Regions from separate parts of the Canis lupus genome. Here regions 2 and 3 are each linked to region 1. The links are chromatin contacts, called in public Hi-C maps. All regions are on one chromosome and are shown on one strand. Each heading gives the region's core, a stretch centred on a gene start, on an enhancer-like site or on the middle of the called end of the contact. The rest is flanking DNA. Distances are from core to core; before and after follow the strand shown.

The links. A called contact is a pair of places that touch in the nucleus more often than the background predicts.
Region 2: a Hi-C map of blood shows a contact between it and region 1, with 5 times the contacts expected there. The contact joins two enhancer-like sites. A contact is called at or near these places in 5 of 9 Hi-C or Micro-C datasets (amygdala and blood).
Region 3: a Hi-C map of blood shows a contact between it and region 1, with 3 times the contacts expected there. The contact joins two enhancer-like sites. A contact is called at or near these places in 3 of 9 Hi-C or Micro-C datasets (amygdala and blood).

Annotation. Positions count from the first base shown.
Region 1 is chr10:51,131,147-51,135,268 of UU_Cfam_GSD_1.0, reverse strand. No RefSeq gene overlaps it. Among named protein-coding and RNA genes, the nearest start is that of FOXN2, 150 kb to the left of the region's middle. Within about 2 kb of position 1,933, at least 8 of the 20 cell types and tissues checked have an H3K27ac peak or open chromatin away from gene starts, as enhancers often do. A contact at or near this core is called in blood, where this site is marked.
Region 2 is chr10:51,384,664-51,388,785 of UU_Cfam_GSD_1.0, reverse strand. No RefSeq gene overlaps it. Among named protein-coding and RNA genes, the nearest start is that of PPP1R21, 18 kb to the left of the region's middle. Within about 2 kb of position 2,070, at least 7 of the 20 cell types and tissues checked have an H3K27ac peak or open chromatin away from gene starts, as enhancers often do. A contact at or near this core is called in blood, where this site is marked.
Region 3 is chr10:51,266,192-51,270,313 of UU_Cfam_GSD_1.0, reverse strand. All of the region lies in intron 2 of LOC111097744 (a long non-coding RNA gene), which reads left to right. Among named protein-coding and RNA genes, the nearest start is that of FOXN2, 12 kb to the left of the region's middle. Within about 2 kb of position 1,748, at least 6 of the 20 cell types and tissues checked have an H3K27ac peak or open chromatin away from gene starts, as enhancers often do. A contact at or near this core is called in blood, where this site is marked.

The DNA of each region.
Region 1 (4,122 bases), core at 684-3,183:
TGTCATAGCACCCAGATACAAAATGGCAAGCAAGCAGGGCTGTTCCTCTGGAAAATTGTAAGGTATGTCAACAGCAAGTCTATCTCCCCTTTTGGCTGCAGGGTTTTGGTCAGGTTCAACCTTGCCTTCTCTCCAGATTGTCTGATAGCAGGATCTTGGGGAGTAGATAGGAGATGGAGTGAGGAAAGGGACTTGGAATGACTCACTGAGGAGCTCTGTTCCTTTCTCCCAGAAGCCAAGGTCAACAGGGCTGAGGGGGAAGGAGAGGCTCAGGTTGGGCTAGTGGCCTTCTCTGAAGCCTTGGGCCAGGGTGGGGTAGTTACCTGCATCTCTGTTCCTCAAAAGACAGAATCAGCAACATCTAGGAGCTTGTTAGAAATGCAGAGGCTTGGGCCGCCTGGGTGGCACAGTCAATTGAGCATCCGACTTTGTTTCAGCTCAGTTCCTGATTTCAGGGTCCGGAGATCAAGCCTTGATATAGAGCTCTGTGCTTTAAGACTCTTTCCCTCTGTACCCGGCGCCTCCCCTACCTTTTAAATAAATAAGTCTTTTTAAAAAAATGCAGAAGCTCAGGTCCCACCCCAGACCTCCTGAATCATAACATGTGTTTTGTTTTTCTTTTTTAAGATTGTATTTATTTATTAATGAGAGACACACACACAGAGAGGCAGAGACATAGGCAGAGGGAGAAGCAGGATCCTCACAGGGAGCCAACGTGGGACTCGATCCCAAGACCCCAGGATCACACCCTGAGCTGAAGGCAGACTCTTAACTGCTGAGCCACCCAGGTGTCCCCCTAACACGTGTTTTAACAAGATTTTTAAACAAGATTTAACAAGAGATTTAGATGCACTCGAAATTTGAGAAACACTGAGCATAGAGCCTATGGAGTTCACTGTAGACACTTGGTCTGAATGGATGCTGAGATTTGGACTTTTACTTTAAATTTTGTATCTCTTTTTCACTTCTTTCCTTGAATCCTCACTGTGTGCTTTATAAATGGGAAAAGACAGAGACTTACTACAGCAAAAGTGGCCACTTTAATTCATCAGAATTCTCAAGAGGCCCAAAAGTGGGAGATGGCCCAGATAACAATTGAAAACTCAGTTTGGTGGCAAGTAGGTAGCAAGGGCAATGATCTGTCAGTCAAATGGTATTTATGGGGTGCCCACTGTGTGCTAGGCCCCCTGTGTGCAAATACTGTGCGTGACACAAAGAAATAGCATGGTGCCATGGAAAGCACTGGACTGAGAGTGTTCAGGAGATCTGGGCTCTGTTCCAAACCTCACCTTTAAGTAGCTGGGCAATTCCCGTCACCTCCCAGCATTTTTGTTCCCCATCTGAAAAACCCATGAGTCAGATTAGAAGACCCTAAATTCCCATCTGACTTGAAAAGGTCTGTGATTCCAATAGTCCTAGCCTCAAAACCTTAGGCTAATTTGGTAGACAAAATGATTTTAAATGATTACACATGAAACAGAGGGCAACCCAGGACAGGATATGATTAAGGCCTGAGTTGTGCGGAACTGGCAGCCTAGGGATTAATGACTCCTGGAAGCTGTGTATAAAGGGCAGGGTCTGGAACCTCCCTAAACTCCTCCCCTCGCTCCCGGAGCCAATACGGAGGGGGGCGGGCTGGACTTTCACCCTTGGCCACAAGGTGTCGCTGTCATGATGTGAAATCCGTGGCTGGCAGGAATGCTTCCCGGGAAAATCTTTGCGGCCCATCTGGGTAAAAGGACAACACTGGCCTCCAGACCTAAAAAACACAGGTTTCTAAGGGTGCTGAGGAGCTCAGAGCACAGGGCTGTCTTTTGTCTAAGCAGAAATCAGTGTGTATACCCTGACCTGCCCAAGTTGGCTCATAGGCCACAAAAGAAGCAACAAGCAAGAATGTCAATGCAGAGCACATAAAGGAGTCCACCTCCTTACACACACAGACACACACACACATAGACACACACACACTATTTTTGGACATCAGGGTATTAGGAACCCCTCCCCCCCTTTCCACAATGAGTCTCTACTGCTCAAGTCAGGTCCTCACTTGCCCTACAAATAACCAGCAAGGAATACTAGCCTAAATCAGAAGCCCCTTCACTTGCTCATCCCCAGGAGAGGTTACCCTGGCAGTGGAGACCAGAGCTTTCAACACAAACCTACGATCAGTCTAATCACTCTGTTCTGGAGCGTGCAGTGTCTACTCCAGAGCCACCAGCACTCTTCAACATTCTCTCCATTTCATTTCCTTGGAAAGGGGGATGTGTGTGAGGTAAATGTAGCGTTTGTTAAGGTTCTACTATGTGCTGAGCTCTGGCCTAAGTGCTTTACATATGTTGCTCATAGGTCCACTTCCTCTTCACTGGTTCCCACTCCTCACTCCCACCCTGCCCCTGAAAAACAACACAAACAAACCGAAAACCTCCAAATCTCCTAGGGAAATAACCAGCAGTTACTCTGAGGTGTAGACAAAGTGCACACAGCCCCCACACCTTGGTGGTTTTCAGTTCTGTTTCTTGACAATCAGGTGACAAGGCCTATATCATTTAACCTTTCCAACCCTCAATATCCACATCTGTAAAGTAGAGGTTTTATTGAAACCAATTTTTTATTTTTAAATTTGTTGCCTTGATTTTTTTATTGAGGCATAATTTATATACTACATTGAACTTTCAGGCTAAACATCCCAACACCTAGACCAAGAAAAGAACACTACCAGTGTCCCAGGGCCCCTCATGCCCTCCTCCAATCGCTAATCCTTCCCTCCCCTTTCCACCAGGGTACATACTTGCCTGACTTATAAGAGCACAAATTCATTTTTGCTCAAATTTGCTATTTTTATACTTAATGTAAGCGGAATCATAGAATATGTACTCTTTCATCTCTGGCTTCTTTCACTAAACATCATGTTTTTACGTATAGCAATACTTTGTGCTTTCCACTTGCTGTATAGTGTTTCACTGTGTGAATATACAATTTATTCACTCTACAGTTGGATATTTAGGTAATTGCCTGTTGGAGGGCTATTATAAATAGTGCTTCTCTGAACATTCTACTATCTCTCTCTCTTTTTTTTTTTTCAAAATTTTTATTGTGATTAACATAAAATTTACCACCTTACCCATTTTTTTTTTCACCTTACCCATTTTTAAGTGTGCAGGTCAGTGGTATTAAATGCACTCATAATTTTGTGCAACTATCACCAAAATTCATTTCATAGCTCTTTTCATCTTATAAAACAAACTCTATACCTATTCAACACTTTCTCTTCCCTCCTTCCTCCAGTCTCTGGTAGCCACCATTCTACTTTCTGTCTCCATGATTTTGGTTACTCTGACTACCTCATAGGAGTGTTCTCGTCTATTGGTGAGCGTTTATACTAATTTCTGTTAGACACAGTATCTGTTAGACTAATCTCTCTCATTAACATAGATGCAAAAATCCTCAACCAAATGTTGGCAATCAAATCCAACAATGTAAAAAAGAAAAATATTATACAACTAGGTGGAATTTATATCAGGCATGCAAAGCTAGTTAAACATTCAAAAATCAATGAATGTAATAAATCACATCAATAGGTTAAAGAAGAATAAATCACATGACCATACAATAGATGCGGACAAAATCAAACATATTCGTGATAAAAACTTTCAGTAAATTAGAAATAGAAGGAAACTTCCTCAACTTGATAAAGAAAACCACAAAAACCTACAGCTAACATTATACTTAATGGTGATCAATGCAAAGCTTTCCCACTAAGATCAGGAACAAAGCAAGGTGGTCCCCTCTCATGCATTCCTTTTCAATATCATACTGGAGTCTTAGCTAATGCAACAAGACAAGACAAGAAAAGGAAAAAAATATGTATATATGTATGTATATTTATATAAAGAAGAAATTTATATATTTTACATAAATATATTGATATAAAAATAAACATAAAATGAAAAATTAAAAATAAATAAAATATATTTTTTCATCTTTAAAAAAGATTTTATTTTATTTATTCATGAGAGACAAAGAGAGAGAGAGAGGCAGAGACACAGGCAGAGGGAGAAGCAGGCTCCATGCAGGGAGCCTGACGTGGGACTTGATTCCGGGACTCCAGGATCATGCCCCGGG
Region 2 (4,122 bases), core at 821-3,320, 250 kb before region 1:
AGAAGAGACTCGGGATTTCCTTACTAAGTGAAACATACACATTCACTGTGGCAAGTTATTCTACTCCGGGGTACTTCCCCAGGAGAAATGAAAACATATGCCCACAAAAAGATCAATACAAAAATATCCATAGCAAGGGCAGCCCGGGTGGCTCAGTGGTTTAGTGCTGCCTTCAGCCCAGGGCCTGATCCTGGAGACCTGAGATCGAGTCCCACGTCAGGCTCCCTGTGAGGAGCCTGCTTCTCCCTCTGCCTGGGTCTCTGCCTCTCTCTCTCTCTCTCTCTCTCTCTCTCTCTCTGTCTCTCATGAATAAATAAATAAAATCTTTAAAAAAAAATATCCATAGCAGCTTTTTTCACAGTAGCCCACACTGGAAAGTACTCCAATGTCCAGCGGCAGGACTGTGCACAAGCAAACTGTGGTACACGTGTAAGATAGAATGTAACTCACAATAACAGAGACCTTTAACAACAGGGACGAACGTTGAAAATATTATGCTGAGCGCAAGTAGCTACATAAAACAAGAAAGAGGCAAAACTCACCCATGCTGAGAGAGGTCAGAGCAGTGGTTGGGGGCGAAGGGAGAGTTGTCTGTGAAAGCATAGGGGGAAACTTTCTGGGGTGATGGAAACATTATCTATCTTGATAAGGATATGGGCTACCAGGTGTATGCATTTATCCAAACTCTCCGACCTATATGCTTAATACCAGTGCATTTCTCTCTGTGTAAAGATAAGTTAATTAAGACGGAAGGAGGGAGGGAGCTTGAGAGAAGGAGAGAAAGTAAGAGAGAGGGAGAACCAAACAACCAAATGTGGTGCGTGGACTTCTTGGATTCACAAACTGTTGCAAAAAGAGAGTTTTATATTCGAGGAGACTTAAATGTGGACTGTATGGGCGTGTAGATGACTCCAAGGGATTATGAATTTTTAGATGTGAAAATGGCATGTGTTTATGTAAGAAAATGCCCAGTTTTTAGAAATGCATCCTGAAATATTTAGGGTACAGTAACATGATGTCTAGGCTATAATATTTAAGGGGGGAAAGCAACTAAAAAACCTTAATGGGATATAAAAAGGGACCGTGCCAAAATCCTGATAGCTCTGGAACCTAGGCAGTGAGTATATGTGGATTCACTGTACTATTTTTGTACATATTTGAAATTTCTTGTAGTAAAAAAAAAAAGGTAAAAAAAAGAACTGTTCTAATTAAACAGAGAATATAATACCCACAGTGTGAAAGAGAGTATATGAAATCTCTCAAGTTATGTTCTCTTTTCTTATCAAACCAGAGATCAATTTTCCTTCTTTTCTGTCTTGGCAGATTTTTTGCTTTGATTAAAATTCACATTTTCCAAAGATCACAACTATAAAAGGATTATATTAATCACACTTATTTCATATTTGAACCAATCAATAGTTATTGAGAAATAATAGTAATATGACCTCCAGAGAACGTTCCAAAAGCAGCACCTACGCCCACTTAACTTTCCTACCCGGGGAAGGAAGGAGTCACTTGGCTCACGATTCTTCCTGCCTAGTATGATCGCATATCACCACCAGGAGGCGCGTCCTCACCGAATTTAGGAAAGATAAAATCAGTCCAACAGTCTGAGTAGCTGGTAACCAGTCCTCTGGCGCGCCCATAACCAGAGTTTCTAATTGTTTAGGCACGTCTCTGGTGACCTCATCCCACTACACTTGAGTCTTTTTGAGGAAACAATTAGCCTGTTTGAACAGAACAGGTAAGGCAAATTAGTAACTGGAAAATTACTAAGTCCTTCTACAGGACGTGTTGGGACATCCTGTGGTCCCTTGAGGCTTCCAGTTAGGGTGTGGACCTTTCTTCTTCACTTGATGTTTGGGAGAGGAGAGAATCATGCCTCTCAGCTCGGTGCAGCCCCTTTGTTGACCTGGGGAGACTAGGCAGCCAGAGCAGAAATGGAGCTGGCCTTCATGGACAAGGCTTCGCTGGCACAGACAAGCCTTCCTCCTCACCCCTCCCTGGTTCTCAGCACCCTGGGAGGCCACTGACAGGCAGCTTTCAGAAGCCTCTGTGTGGGGAAGATCCCAGGCTGGGACCTGCTTTAAACTGCCTTGTGCTCTACAAACCCAGGGAGCTGATTGTCCTGGGCCCTCAGCTCTGTCTGGCCATTTGCTGAAAGACCAGTGGGTTCTAGGCCACTTTGCTACAATTTGGAATCTAAAAAGTAAAAGAAAGCCCCAAACTCATAGAAAAAGAGATCAGACTTATGGTTAACTGGTGGGGGTGGGGAGACAGGTATTTGGAGAAGGTGGTTAAAAGGCACAAACTTATAGTTATAAGATAAATAAGTACCAAGGATATAATGTATGACACAATGATTATGGCTAACACTGTTACATATGTTTGGAAGTAGTTAAAAGAGTAAATCCTAAGAGTTCTCATCACAAGAAAAAACATACAAACATCTAAAACTTTTTTTTATCTATGAGATGATAAATTTTAACTAATTGGGTGATCATTTCATAAGATGTGTAAGTCAAGTCATTATGCTGTACATCTTAAACTTATTCACTGCTGTATGTCAAGTATATCTCAATAAAACGGAAAGAAAAAGAAGAAAAGGACCCAAGGAAAGTGGCACCAGAGTGAAGAATGTGTGTGGGGACAAGGAACTATCCTGAAGCCCCCGGATCACACCACTGAGGCAGCTGTCTTCTTTCCCTGTACTTAAAGCTGACCCTACTTAGCCTGGGATCAAAAATCAGAGGTTTGTTTATTTTTTATTTTTTATTTATGATAGGCACACAGTGAGAGAGAGAGAGAGAGGCAGAGACACAGGCAGAGGGAGAAGCAGGCTCCATGCACCGGGAGCCTGACATGGGATTCGATCCCAGGTCTCCAGGATCGCACCCTGGGCCAAAGGCAGGCGCTAAACCGCTGTGCCACCCAGGGATCCCAAAAATCAGAGGTTTGAAAGGTGAGAGAAACAGCCGGGGAGAGGGAGAGTGTGAAGAGCAGAATAGAAAGAAATCATAACCCCGTCTACTCAGAGCTCAGAGCACAGAAGACTCCCTTCTGACCCCGCACTCAGTGCTGCTCCATGATCGCTCCCCATCCATCCTTCCCTGCCTCAGGCCTTCCCAGCAGCACCATCACGGGGGAGGGGGGCCTCCAGATGAGAAGATGAATCTGTGTGAGGATCGTGTTCTGCCTACCATTCATGTGTACACGCATGTGCTCAGTTAACAGCTTGCAGTGGGGGTCGCGTGTAGGCAGAGGTGCTGGAGGTGCCATCCAGTGGGGGAGGCAGTCCTAAGAGAATCATCATGATATCGCAGAAGCACTTCAGAGCTGCAGGTATAATGTGGAGGAAAAGAATCAGGACAAATTATGGATGGAGAGAAGGAGAGCACAAAGCTTAGGGAAGGTTTATTAGAGAGGAGGTAGGCGTTTGGAGATTCGGTCAGTCAGTCAGCCAAGAGATGCTTACTGAGGGCCTTCTGGGAGCCGGGCACTGGATCACATCCATGGAGAAAAGAGTCCAATGCCTGCCCTCGTGGAGAGGGCATTCGGAGTGGGGAGGGGGGCCCAGACTATAAATAATAAACAGAAGCAATAAGTAAATTCTATAGTAGTTAGAATGCTGTGGGGGGAAGTAGAACAGCTAAGGTCGGGGTTGGCATTTATGGTGAAGAAGTCAGGTAAGCCTCATTGAGGAGGTGACATTTGAGCAAGGACTTCCAGGAAGAGAAGGAATACGCAGGCCCTGGGGTGCTGGCATGTGTGAGGAAGGGGAGGGAGGCCAGTGTGGCTGGAGCGAAGGAGTAGGAGACAAGGTCAGACCTCAGAGGCCTTGCAGGCCATCATGACAACTTTAGCTCTTACCCTGAGGAAAAGAAAAAAAAAAGAAGCAGCAGCAGCAGCAGCCCTGTTTTTTTGTTTGTTTTGTTTTGTTTTGCTTTTTTAGCATTTGCCAATTTCTGTGGTGTAAATACACCACGCCAATTCTAAGCTACTGACGTGACACCACCAAACACAGAGAGCATGCGCAGGAGTGCCTCTCAGCCCACTCTTGCTTTGGATGGTTTTGTGCAGGGTATGACATGATCTGACTTCCGTGTTAAGAAGGTCACTCTA
Region 3 (4,122 bases), core at 499-2,998, 140 kb before region 1:
TTGAGTCCCATGTCGGGCTCCCTGCATGGAGCCTGCTTCTCCCTCTGTCTGTGTCTCTGCCTCTCTCAATCTGTGTGTCTCTCATGAATAAATAAATAAAATTTAAAAAAAAAGACTAAAAAAAAAAAACACACAAAAGAGGCTGCTATAGATTGAATGTTGTATCTGCCCCCACAACCACTGCCACCCAAGTTCATATGTGATTAGGTGATGAGAGGGGAGTTGTACAGAATGGGATGAGTGCCTTCATGGAAGAGACCCCACAGAACTTATATGCCCCTTCCATCATGGGAGGTTACAGTGAGAAGATGACCAGCCATGAACTGGGAATTGGGTTCTCACCAGACACCAAATGGTGGGACTTCCCAGCATCTAGAATTGTGAGAATGAGATACTTGTTTTTTGTAAGCCACCCAGTCTTCGGTATGGTGTTATGTCAGCCCGAATATACCAACACAGAGGGAAGCCTAAAGCTTCAATAATTCTTAGGGATAGAATAAATTCCATATCCCTTCTAGTCCCTCCCTCCTTAGCAGTCGAGTAGAGAGACAGTTTGTACAGTTTTTAAAAGCTGTAAGCTTAGACTTGGGTTAGAATTCTGGCTCTGCTACTTACTAGCCCAGGCAAAATTTTTCCACATTTTCTCAGCGTCTTCATGTCTAAAATGAAGACATGTGGAATGGTACAATTCCAGCCTCAGAAGGGTGCTATGAGGCCAATGTATGTGAAACAATTGAACACATGGCCTGGTGAATAATAAGTGCTCAGTAAATGCTAGCTTCTATTGTTATTTTTAAATGAACAACAACTAAAAAGTCAACCTAGTTCAATTTTAGGAATTGCCCAAAAGGATTGTGCAAGAAAAGCTAGAGAAGTGTGTTTCCTTCTCCGCTGCTAGAAGAATAAAACAAATTATATCTATAGCAGTTGGGTATCCAGTAAATAGAGTTTATTTAAAATTAAATACTGCAGTTGTGAAACTGACTTTTGATAAATTAGGTAATTGCTCAGGGAAAGCAGCATTAAAGAGATTCCAAGTTATATTATAGCAAATATAAATTTTTGTTCCACAGTAGTTTGCATTTAGACTTAGGCATTTTTAGTTAACTATGGTCAGTTGCTGCTTCACTCTGTCTCTTTGATTGTGCAACCCCAAACCTTGAAGTCACCTTTGACTCCTTTCTTTCTCTTATACCTTTAAAATGTGTCTAGAATCTGACCTCATCAGATGCCTGGGTGGCTCAGGGTGTGATCCCAGATGTGGGGATCGAGTCCTACATCAGGCTCCCCGCAGGAGCCTGCTTCTGCCTCTGCCTATGTCTCTGCCTCTCTCTCTCTCTCTCTCTGTGTCTCTCATGAATAAATAAATAAATAAATCTTAAAAAAAAAAAAAAAGAATCTGATCTCTTCTCCTCACCTTTACCACTACCACCCTGCTCAAAGCTACAGTCCTCTCTCACCTGAATGGCTTTAATTCTTCCTAATATCCCACACACACACACATTTCTCTTCTTGCCCCTAAGCAGTATTTCCTTAGCACAGCAGCCAGAATGATCCTCTTAAAATCTGTCCGTTCAAAATCTGCCCGTTTGGGTAACCTCATCTCAAAACTACTGTGTGGCTTCCTCATTTCACTCAAAATAATGCCAAAGTCCTTATAATATCCTACCACATTTTACATGATCTAACCCTGTGTAGCACTGCCACCATTGGCCTCCCTGCTCTTTCTTGACAGTGCCAGGCACACCCAGCCCTGTGACCTTTGCTTTCTGCCTGGATTCTTCTTCCAGATATCTGCTTAGCTAACTCTCTCACTTCCTTTAAGTCCGTGCTGAAATTTTACTTTCACAATGAGGCTTGCCTTGACCTCCGAATTTGATACTGCAATTACCCCCAACCATGTCTCAAGAATCTTAATACCCTTTCCCTCCCTATTATACTTTATCTTTCCCAGAGCAACATTATCTTCTCACACACTTAGATAGCCTATTTATTATGTTTTGGTTAAGTCTGGCTCCCTGACAACAATGTAGGTTTCACAGGGACAGCAGTCTTTCTTTTGATCTCTGACATATACTTTTTTTTAAAAGACTTTATTTATTTGTGTGTGTGTGTGTGTGTGTGTGAGAGAGAGAGAGAGAGAGAGAGAGAGAGAGAGAGAGAGAGAGAGAAACACAACAAGGGGGGAAGAAAGAAGCAGCCTCCCCACCGAGCAGGGAGCCCAACATGGAATTCGATCCCAGGACCCTGAGATCATGACCCAAGCTAAAGGCAGACACTCAACCGACTGAGCCACCCAGGTGGCTCTCTGACATATCCTAGTTATGTAGAACACTGCTTGGCAAGTAGTACATGCTCAAAAAATATTTGTTGAATTAACTGATAAATTTTGTGGTTATTAGTTGGTGTGTGTGTTTGTTGTACTGTCTTATTTGGACAAAAATGAAGCAAATGGACAGTAATTTAACAAAGCCAATGATTACATGAGTTGGAGTTTTCCATTTTCTTTCAACTTCTCTTTGTTTTCAGTTTCTCCTCCGTGCTACACTGAAACCCTCAAGTGTCCTAAATACAGCTCTAAGCTGATGTCCGTGTTTCCTCATCTAAGAACCAGTCGTGCCCATGTTGCCCTCCCCTGTTCCCCTTCTAGACCTCAGCCATACTCCATCTGTTCACAGAACACAATTTTCATGTCTAAATAGCCATTATTTCTGGGACTGCCTGGTCTTACATATTGGCTAAGAGGCACTCATTCTCAGGCCGATAGTTCAGATTGGTTCTAATGCAGTAATAAAGGGAGAGAATAGTAGTGGTGCACAGAGGAAGATTTAGAAGTTGGTTCATTTAGGGGAAAATGAATCTTTTATTACACACACACACACACACACACACACACGCACATCCTCATGAGACTAGAAAAAGAAGACAAATTGGAAGAGGGCATTGATAAAGTTGTATGCTATTCACTCTGGTTTATGAAACCCTCCAGTGGCTCCTTTACAAACTCTTCAGCAGAATCTACATTGCCTATAAATATTTGATGGATGGATTTTCTTTTGAAGGGATTCCTGAATATGTTCTGGTTCCTACTTCAAGATTGACACAGGACAAAAAGTGGAAGCTTTCCATGGGAGGGCTACACAAGAAAAATTTTAGGTATGGAGATTGCAGCCTTCTGGGAGTTGCCTGTCTGCCATGGGTTAGGGTGATGGGCCATGCAAAGGGAGGTTGATTTGCTGCCCCTACCAGGGCACAGCGTGTATGTCCTGCAGCTAGAGAGATGTGAACCTGGCAGCTGGTGGATGTTGAGTGCATAGTCATGGAATGGGACCTAAGGTGCCTATGAGCAGCTGCCATCATCCTGAAAGTATCCCTGTGCAAGTAAACAAATTAAAACATCAAGAAGAAATGAGAGAGAAGAAAGAAAAGTGTTTTGTGTTTTAGTATCTTTAGCATTGCAGTGTATTGGCACTTTTTCTGCTTTTTGAACAAGGTGCCATGTTTTCATATTTCACTGGGTCCTACAAATAATGTGGTCAGTCCGACCTAGGCATTCTACTTCTTTTTCCTTTCCAAGTAACAGACTATAACATCTGAGTGGTGATGTGTCTTCCATTAGTGAAAATAAGCCAATTTTTACAACACATAGTATTATTAATCTTCGATTACCTTTGATGGGCTTAGCAAAGGGGAAGCAATTTTTTCCTGTACCCATAAGAATCACTCTATCATTAAATTCACTTTATTATATGATTTAAAATGAATAAGCAGGAAAGAAAATTTAGTACTTGTCAGTAAAATTCCATTTTAAATTGCAGTAATTTCTTTTCTGAATGTTCTTGATATCCAGCAATCATGATATAAAACGTTGCTTATGTATAGATATTATATTACATAGGAGAATTTATTTTCAGCTCTGAGGCAGTCAAGTCTTCTAAGAATAAAATAAGCATTAAAAATAATTGAAACTTTGAAATATGCATTTCTTACTGATACGATTGCTATCTCTTCTCATATTAGGAAAGTGGTATTGCTTGGTAGAAAGACCCAGAATTCTGGATTAAAAGAAGAAAATGTACAAATTATTTAATCTTTCTAGCTCCCAATTTTATCTTTATTAAA